Linked DNA regions of Gasterosteus aculeatus: region 1 is linked to region 2. A link is a contact called in public Hi-C data. All regions are on one chromosome and are shown on one strand. Each heading gives the region's core, a stretch centred on a gene start, on an enhancer-like site or on the middle of the called end of the contact. The rest is flanking DNA. Distances are from core to core; before and after follow the strand shown. Region 1 holds the start of gxylt1a (glucoside xylosyltransferase 1a). Region 2 overlaps LOC120809565 (PDZ domain-containing RING finger protein 4).

Region 1 (3,917 bases), core at 1,347-3,846, 110 kb before region 2:
AATAAAACTTAATGTGTGCGTGTTCTGTGGGTGTATTCCAAAGTTACACACAGTATTGTCCAATCCTCATCATTCTAATCCAATTGAGTTCATTGTGCAAAATCTCTAAAAATAACTAAATAACTGCAAGCTAAAGTACCGGTTCACTCTACAAAAAGCCAAGTGATGAAATGATTTATTGTATTTTGTATTGCAGCATAAAAGTCCAGTGGCAAACGCAACCTAATGATCCTCCTGTTTTTAAAGCATGGGTTGAATATAAACAGACTGGGTCTTCATGAGCTTGGGAACACATGGGGGGGTTTGCACAATGCAGGGGAAATATTTTAATTTGCTTTAATACCTTTTTAAGAATATCCGTTCAAAAACGATAAATTTGTTTGTTTTCAAGTCTGTCTTAAAACAGCAGGCGGTGGACATTGAGACCAATTCGTTAACTAATGGTTTCTCATGTTCAAAGACCTTTTAATGTTACTATAGCTCCCCTGCTGTTATCAAGGAAACCTAGTGAACATTTTTGAAACATGCCCACTTTATTTGACAAACTGCTGAAGCCTCAAATTTACAAATGTAATTCTACACTGTAAATTAACCATGGATTTCTTTTTTCGAATTGTGAGTGATGTGGTGCAGGAAAGGATCTCTTTTTAGCTTCCTAGTCAAATTTGAATAGTAACACAGTACATTGGCGCACACCCTACCTGTGTGCCCCTGGATACTATAGTAAGTAACTATCAGCCCATTGACTGTTTTTTTTTTTGTCTCTTTTAGAAAACCACGGCCTGTTTCTCAGCTGGTTTCACAGCAAGCGAATCAGCAGTTTGCGCCACCCACGCTCCCCAAAAAGGAGAAGAAAGAAAAATCAGAGAAAGACAAAAGTGATAAAGAACCAACACTGAAAAAGAAAGGCCATAAAAAGATGAGGTAATTTGTTTATAAAGTAAATGGTGGAATCACTCGTCATATTCAGTGGTCTCCGATCGCGTCACCGAGTTGATCTCAAATGTGTTTTGTTTCTGTTGGTTTGTCTCCCCACCAGGCCCAGGTTAAAAAACATAGACCGGAGCAGCGCGCAGCATCTGGAGGTCACAGTTGGAGACTTGACAGTAATAATCACAGACTTTAAGGAGAAAGCCAAACCCACCTCCACGCCGACAAGCGCCGCCTCAGCGGACCAACACAGTCAAAGTGGCTCAAGCTCCGATAACACTGAACGAGGAGTCTCCAGATGCACTACGCCCCACGCAGAAGGATCGCCGGTGAACGGAGAGACACACTAACCTCCACGCTCCCAGGCAGCACAACCCGTCTTCCTGCCCTCCCTACGGCCTCAACCGGAGATTCAACCTCCACTTGCATTAATGAAAGTACAAATTCAAACATGACCGCGTTGACCTCTTTTCAGGACGATATCTTTCACTGCCTTTTCCATGACAAAAGAGTTCAGGAGTCTGCTGTGTGCTCGAGAACAAGAACTGTCGCGATGAACTGAAAGAATTAAACCGTAGCATTAAATCCTGGATTTTTGCCACGTTTTGTAGTTACTTGTGTTTTAACACTTCAGTTTTGCGTCAGCGTCACACTGCGTCGGTCGTTGCTGCACAGATTGCTTGACGGATTGTGAAAGAAAATGAGAATCTCACAAGTGTTGTTCACCCTTGAGTTTTGTTAACAGTTGAGTTTTATTTGCACTTAATGGCGTTCTATGTTTAACATTTTTTAGCGTTGACCTTTTTTCCATTATCAGTAAATCATAACACTGCTGGTTGTTTGCTTTATCCAGCTCTCATTTTATTGCTTTGAATGCCATAATTTTTTTTTTTTACTGTCTAACATCTGAGTAAATATACTAAATATTTGTTCTAAGTATGCTTCTCTTTCACTTGGTAGAGTTAAGCATGGTTTCATCTAGAGAATGGTTTATATCAGGAAACATTTATTGCCATAATATGTCAGATATACAAGGAATTTGACTTGGTGGTTGGTGCGTAACAGCAGAAAAAATAAATAATGCTATGTATTAGTAGTATAAGGCTATGGGTTAGCTTAAAATAAAATAATAAAAGTTAGTGACGTGTGCAATATGAAATAAAGTGACCGGTGGAATGTTATAGTCAGGCAGTGGGGGACCGGCTCTGTTGATGAGCCCGACTGCCGACGGGAAGAAACTGTTCGTGTGGCGGGAGGTCTTAGTCCTGATGGACCTCAGCCTCCTGCAGATGGAAAGGGCACAAACAGGTTTTGTCCGGGGTGAGAGGGGTCGGCTACCATCTTTTTAGCTCGCTTCAGGGTCCTAGAAGCGAACACGTCCTGCAGGGACGGCATATTTTTGAATGCTGACCTTTTTCCACATTATAAAGAGGGTTAGTGGTTAGTATGTGGACTTTTCTTTACCTTGCCCCATGTTCCTTGCTATAGAAAGAAAGGCCCATACAAGCAATGAGTGAAACCTTGATGCACTTTTATTGATTCTAAAATCACTACACCAGTAAATGCAAGTCCTGGTGTCGACGGGGAAAACGCTTACAGCACTTCGGAAGTGCTCGTGTAGATCATCCTGAGAAATAATGTACATGTACAACTTCCACAGTCGTCACTCTTAACTAAGGTTACCACATGCCACGGAAGTGGGACTTGGGCTGACTTTTGCAACCATTTATCAGAATGTTTGGGGCCGGGTTCCCATCCTGCGGGACTCAAAAGGTCACCGCACAGGTACACGCGACCTTTCACAATAAGGAGAATGAGCACAACACGGTTGTGGGTGGAGCAGAAACCTGTAAACCGCAGCTGTGCTCTTTGCTTTAGCTTTGTTTAGATAACATGTGTTAGCTCGTACCGTCAGATAGCAACGTTAGCTGAGATCAACGACCAAAATGTCCAGTTAGCGCAGACCATTTAAATGCAAAATGCGATGCTACCATCGAGCATTTCTCCCGTGCATGGTTTCCACCTTGCTTTCACTGATGTACGTGTTCAGTCAAGTAGCCTCCACCTTGGAAGACCGCGACCTGAAAGCGCCGGGGAAACCCGGCGGGCACAGCCATGACACCGGACACCTTCTCAGGAGAACCCCAGGATCGGCGGGCCTACGAGACCGCGACCGAGGGCTTGGACGGTAGCTAGCCCGGCTAAGTAGCTAATCTATGCCACGTTAGACTGAGCACATTTTACCTTCGCTAGTTTCTATAACTTTGCAACTAGCGACAGGTTAGCTTCTGTTAGGATTGGACCAAAATAATGTTACCGTTGAAACTTTAATTTAAATGCTAAAGTTCGTTTTAAAGAATGGAAAACAGGTAAAGAATATTTAACTTAACGCTAAGAAGCCGAGCTGATGATTAAACGTACCATTGAAAATGTATCGTTACTTAGCCTTTTTAATTGCGGTGTTTTAAATACCCACGGTCCATAAGGTTATGCTTTGCACATTGCTAATGCTATTCTGTTCATTGTAAAGCTGCCACCTGTTGGCTGGTTTAATTAATTAACGTTAACTATTAACATTAGTTTAGCTAATTAACGTTGACTAACTAATAGGCCGCTTGTTAAACAATTAACGTCAACCCGAAGACCGTCCCTTCACGCGTCTGATTTTAAGAGATTTATTTAACACTAAGATCATGTTTTTATTCTGTCAGGTGTAAAAAACTGCCCGTTTCCTACTGGGAGCCACATTGGAGTCTGCCCGCTGGTGTGTGTGGAGTGAACTGCTTATTGGAATCATCCATTAGGTATGACTGATTTTGTGAATCTTTTTTGATATACATCAATGTTATTGACAAGTCTTCGACTTCAACTTGCAACTCTCACCTACATTAATATCAACATCTCAAGGTAAATGCTGGGCCCATCGCTGGACTATCAGTGTACCTTGAAACCACTCTTGACCCTGAAGTCATAAACTCAAAGCATCG
Region 2 (4,015 bases), core at 1,083-3,582:
AAGTGCCCCGCGCTGTGAAACGCACATATCCAAGGTGCTACAGTCTCGGCCACTGCGTGTGCGCGAGCGTGCAGCGACACAAGGAACATTCTTTACTGAGTTTAGTTCTACTCCACAACTGGTGGCATTGACACACCAAAAGCAACTAGTAAAGAATAGTTTACGAGGGAAGGAATTGCTTTAAACCAGGGCTCTCGACATTAACACGTTAATCTATGGGGGGGGTATTTTAACGTTTGTTTCCGGTCCCGTGAGTAAACTGGAAGCTGACGGTCAGTTACATCAGAGAAAGCAAGACAGCGAGAGCTTTTTGCATTGGAAGTAAAACAAAGAGGCGCGACACAGAGCAGAGAACTGTGCAGAGGAATTACTCCACGTGTCTAACAGAAGGGGGCTGAGTGGCAAACGGACCCCTTAAAGCACCGCTATGCTAAGCTAGCTGCTATGCTACTTCCATCTCAACGTCTAGCGTTACCCCGCGGGGCACACAGTATGCAGAGGACCACCACTGTGTCCCTAAAAGACCCTAAAAGACCAACAGGGAGAGTCACTGGTTCAACATGTTCCACCCGGTGGAATTCTGCCTCCAAGATGATCACATGTGTGTAGTTCTGTGTTTAAAATAACATGAACTAAACAACAACAGGGTGTAAAATACACGCATTCTGAAGTGATTACTCATTACTTTTAAGACAAACATTCATTATAAACGACATTGTAACAACAACAACAACATTCATTAATCGCTGTTAATGAATTTCTAAATATGCGATTAATTAGTTAATTTGTTAACTTGTTTGTTAATCTATTGACAGCCATATAAAACACTATTTTTAGAACACAGGAAGATCAGGAAAATCTGTTGAAATACTTTGCAAGAGAACAGTTATTAGAAGTGGGATGGAACAAAGGAAGGCTGTGAAGTGGCATGAAAACAAGGATTATATTGTGCACTGCTGAGCAGAAACAAGAACTGGAGACAGAAACGCCTCCACTGCTATAGACTGGAAAGCAATAATATTCAAGCCTCGAGCTCCAACCTGACAAACACCTAAAAAGATGAAACTAATTAGCAACAAATGTGGCGTCAAATTGGCATAACCGCTTCAACTGAAAGGCCAACTTGATCCGTAGCTTTCATTTGTGTCACAGTCATCGTTACAACCTTCATTTCATTTATGTGCTCGACCGGTTTAAGTTTAATTTAATACGATTCCTTTTAAGATAGCTAAACTGTTATGATTAAAACTACGCACCATCTGTATGATAACAGGGCTCACAATGAATATTCATACTCCGCGTCTCTGTGAGCCATGTAACTGATTAAAAACACATCCGTCTGAGCCTGCTGCCTCAATTCCAGCCATAACATGATGGCGGTGATTGGAAGTGAATTAAACAGCTCCATCAAGCTGTAAAAAATAATGCTTTGAGCTCAGAGGTCACGCCACCGCCGGAAGGAGACCACTCATTCACATAAGGGAGACCGAATGTTTAAGATAGCTGCTGTTCAAATGATATTTTCATGTAATTATGGAATGAGTCTTTGAGACAGAAATAAAAAGGTCCAAAAATAATGAAAGAAAACTAATATTCAGTTTTGTGTTTGAGAAAGAGGACGCATCGAGGCGTTCTTTTAGCTGACAAGGCTATCCTTTGTCACGACAAGCAAGACAGGTGGTAAAATGTGAAAAAAGAAAGAATATGCTATTGTACGGCATGCAACGTAAATATTGAAATCCTCTTATATCACTTATTCTAAAATAATGACAGCGCTTCTAGTGATGACAATGCAGGTTGGTCAGTGGGCCACTTTGCTTTAGGTTAAAATACCTCGTTGGTACGACATGTTTGCGTGTATGATTGTATGCTGCAACCTTCAAGAGTTGATTCAAATATTCTTTTTTCCCCCTCGATGGTTTATAGAGCTAGATTTAGACAAATGCCCTGGATTTCATTTTTAGTTATTGCCTTGCAAAAAAGAGAAGGAAATATCTTTTTTCAGTGCAATGTGGACCCCCAAACCCGTGGATATCATTGCATTTAGACAAAGAAAACAGTCTGCTTGACTAGATACCAATAAGCAAAAGTCACTGATACACAAAAGCAATTTCCACCCAAATCTGCCTCTGTGTGTTTGCCTTCATTTAGCATGTTGCGCTTGGCTGATCTGAACATTTGTGTCGCTGTTTTCCTCCACTCAACAATGCCTGAAATAGCCGAGTGTGTCTTTCACCAGGAAACGGGAGCGAGGATGCAGAAGGGGTGGGCTTGTTTCGATCCCTCGTCTTGGCAGGCGCACAGTGCCGCGCCAGTGTTTGCTAATACCCTGGACGCACCTGGCAGCTTATCCCTCTCCTCAACACCTCCCTAATGCACTGCACCAGTCTCCGACTGTACAGTTGTTTCTCCGACTAGATGGCAGCGTAATTAAGTCCTAATCCTCCTGTCGACAAAAGCAGAGCCCTCCGTAATTCAGTTTGCACATGAATGTGCAGCAAATACAGTCTGCAGGCACGAGGCTTTTGATCATTTGCCGCTACCAGTGAAAGGCCAAAAGGTAACGTCCCGGTCGTCCCTGACAGCGGCTGTGGTGTGCAGCCCGACATGATCCACCGAGGCAATGTGCAATGGATCCGACAGCACCATACATGCGCTGCTACTCCAGCTTGCTTCATGTAACAGTGACCACGACCAAGGCTTTGTTTTATCATGATATAATCAAAGATTATAGTTACATTACATGGCATTTATCCAAAGCGACATTTCAGGCATTTCAACCATGAGGATACAAACCCAGAAGAACAAGAAAGTAAACAGTGATAAGAATAATATAGTAATAATAATATATGTTTTTATTCAAGAGAACCAGTGATATAATATGAATAAACTGCCCAGCCATAGTTTTTTTCTGTAGGCCAGCAGCCAAAACAAGAAGAACAGATCCGGGAACTAACAGAGGACTAAAACCAACACATTGAAATGCAAAAAAGGATTATGAAAATGTTCTTCAACCGACCATTTAATTTAAACTAATTAGCCCTTTTAACTGGCTAAGCTCTACTGGAAGAGCTAGCCACGACTTTACCTCATTTACACACTCATTACAAGCTGTGTGGAGAACCTTGATGCTAGAGTGGCCACGGCTGAGAGTGTGTGTGTGTGTGTGTGCACATGCACATGCTGACTCAAGGCTTTTTCTGTAATCACCTTGTAACAGCTGTAGGTTAAGCCACATGTTTATCGAGACTAGAAGGAGTCATTACAGCAGGTCTGCCAGAGTTCAAAAGGCATCGGGTCACTGCCTAACCGAGCCCCCCAGTGGGGGCCGATGACTTTAGACTGGACCGCAGACATTTAGTCACACGGACGGGGAGTGTTTGGTTGGAGAGGTTTTGTGCACAGTGGAGCTTTTACATGACATCATTATGTTGAACAATAAGTGCATATGTTAAAGATATCTGTTAGTACGTGCACATATAAACCTGTGTCTGTTCTTGTGCATGAGTATAAATACGAAGCTACATGTACGCAGTGGGATTCCTTTACATCCAACACTAGGATGTGACCTGGAAAGTTCATCAGTTACTACTCAGCCTCCTGTTTCAGACGAGACATTCCTCCAGATGTCGACTGATGAATCCCCAACTCGGAGTCTCTCGCTATAGGAACGCGGGCGGAGGCCGGCGGGGCTAAAGTCATTAATGGTTGAATAAAGCCAGGCGTTCCCCCCCCCTCCCGGATAACTGAAATGATGAATCGCTCCCGTCAGCGAGTGCTTCCTGCAGTGCACCTGAGACCGCAGCTACAATACATGAACATCTGCTCGGGCCTTGTTCCTGGGAAAACGGCACAGAAACTGTCAGCAGGTACTCGGGCAGACAAGCCGATACAGAGACCACATTCTAACAGAAGCAGGCCCAGTGTGCACAGGAATAAAGTTAGACCATCTACCCAAGAGTAAATACCTCAACTACTTCAACATTCACAAAGAGAGTATGTACTGCTGGCTGCT

The links. A called contact is a pair of places that touch in the nucleus more often than the background predicts.
Region 1: a contact with region 2 is called in a Hi-C map of skeletal muscle, with 5 times the contacts expected there. The contact joins the promoter of gxylt1a here to the enhancer-like site in region 2. A contact is called at or near these places in 3 of 6 Hi-C or Micro-C datasets (skeletal muscle and tail fin).

Annotation. Positions count from the first base shown.
Region 1 is chrX:20,198,492-20,202,408 of fGasAcu3.hap1.1, reverse strand. It overlaps gxylt1a (glucoside xylosyltransferase 1a), which reads left to right and starts at 2,596. Exons shown (of 10, transcript XR_013451280.1): 1 at 2,596-3,118; 2 at 3,642-3,734. LOC120809432 (YY1-associated factor 2) reads left to right here. Exons shown (of 4, transcript XM_040163232.2): 3 at 772-924; 4 at 1,040-1,866. The coding sequence ends at 1,280.
Region 2 is chrX:20,087,643-20,091,657 of fGasAcu3.hap1.1, reverse strand. All of the region lies in intron 2 of LOC120809565 (PDZ domain-containing RING finger protein 4), which reads right to left. Among protein-coding and RNA genes, the nearest start is that of LOC120809565, 9.3 kb to the right of the region's middle. Within about 2 kb of position 2,332, at least 1 of the 9 cell types and tissues checked has open chromatin away from gene starts, as enhancers often do.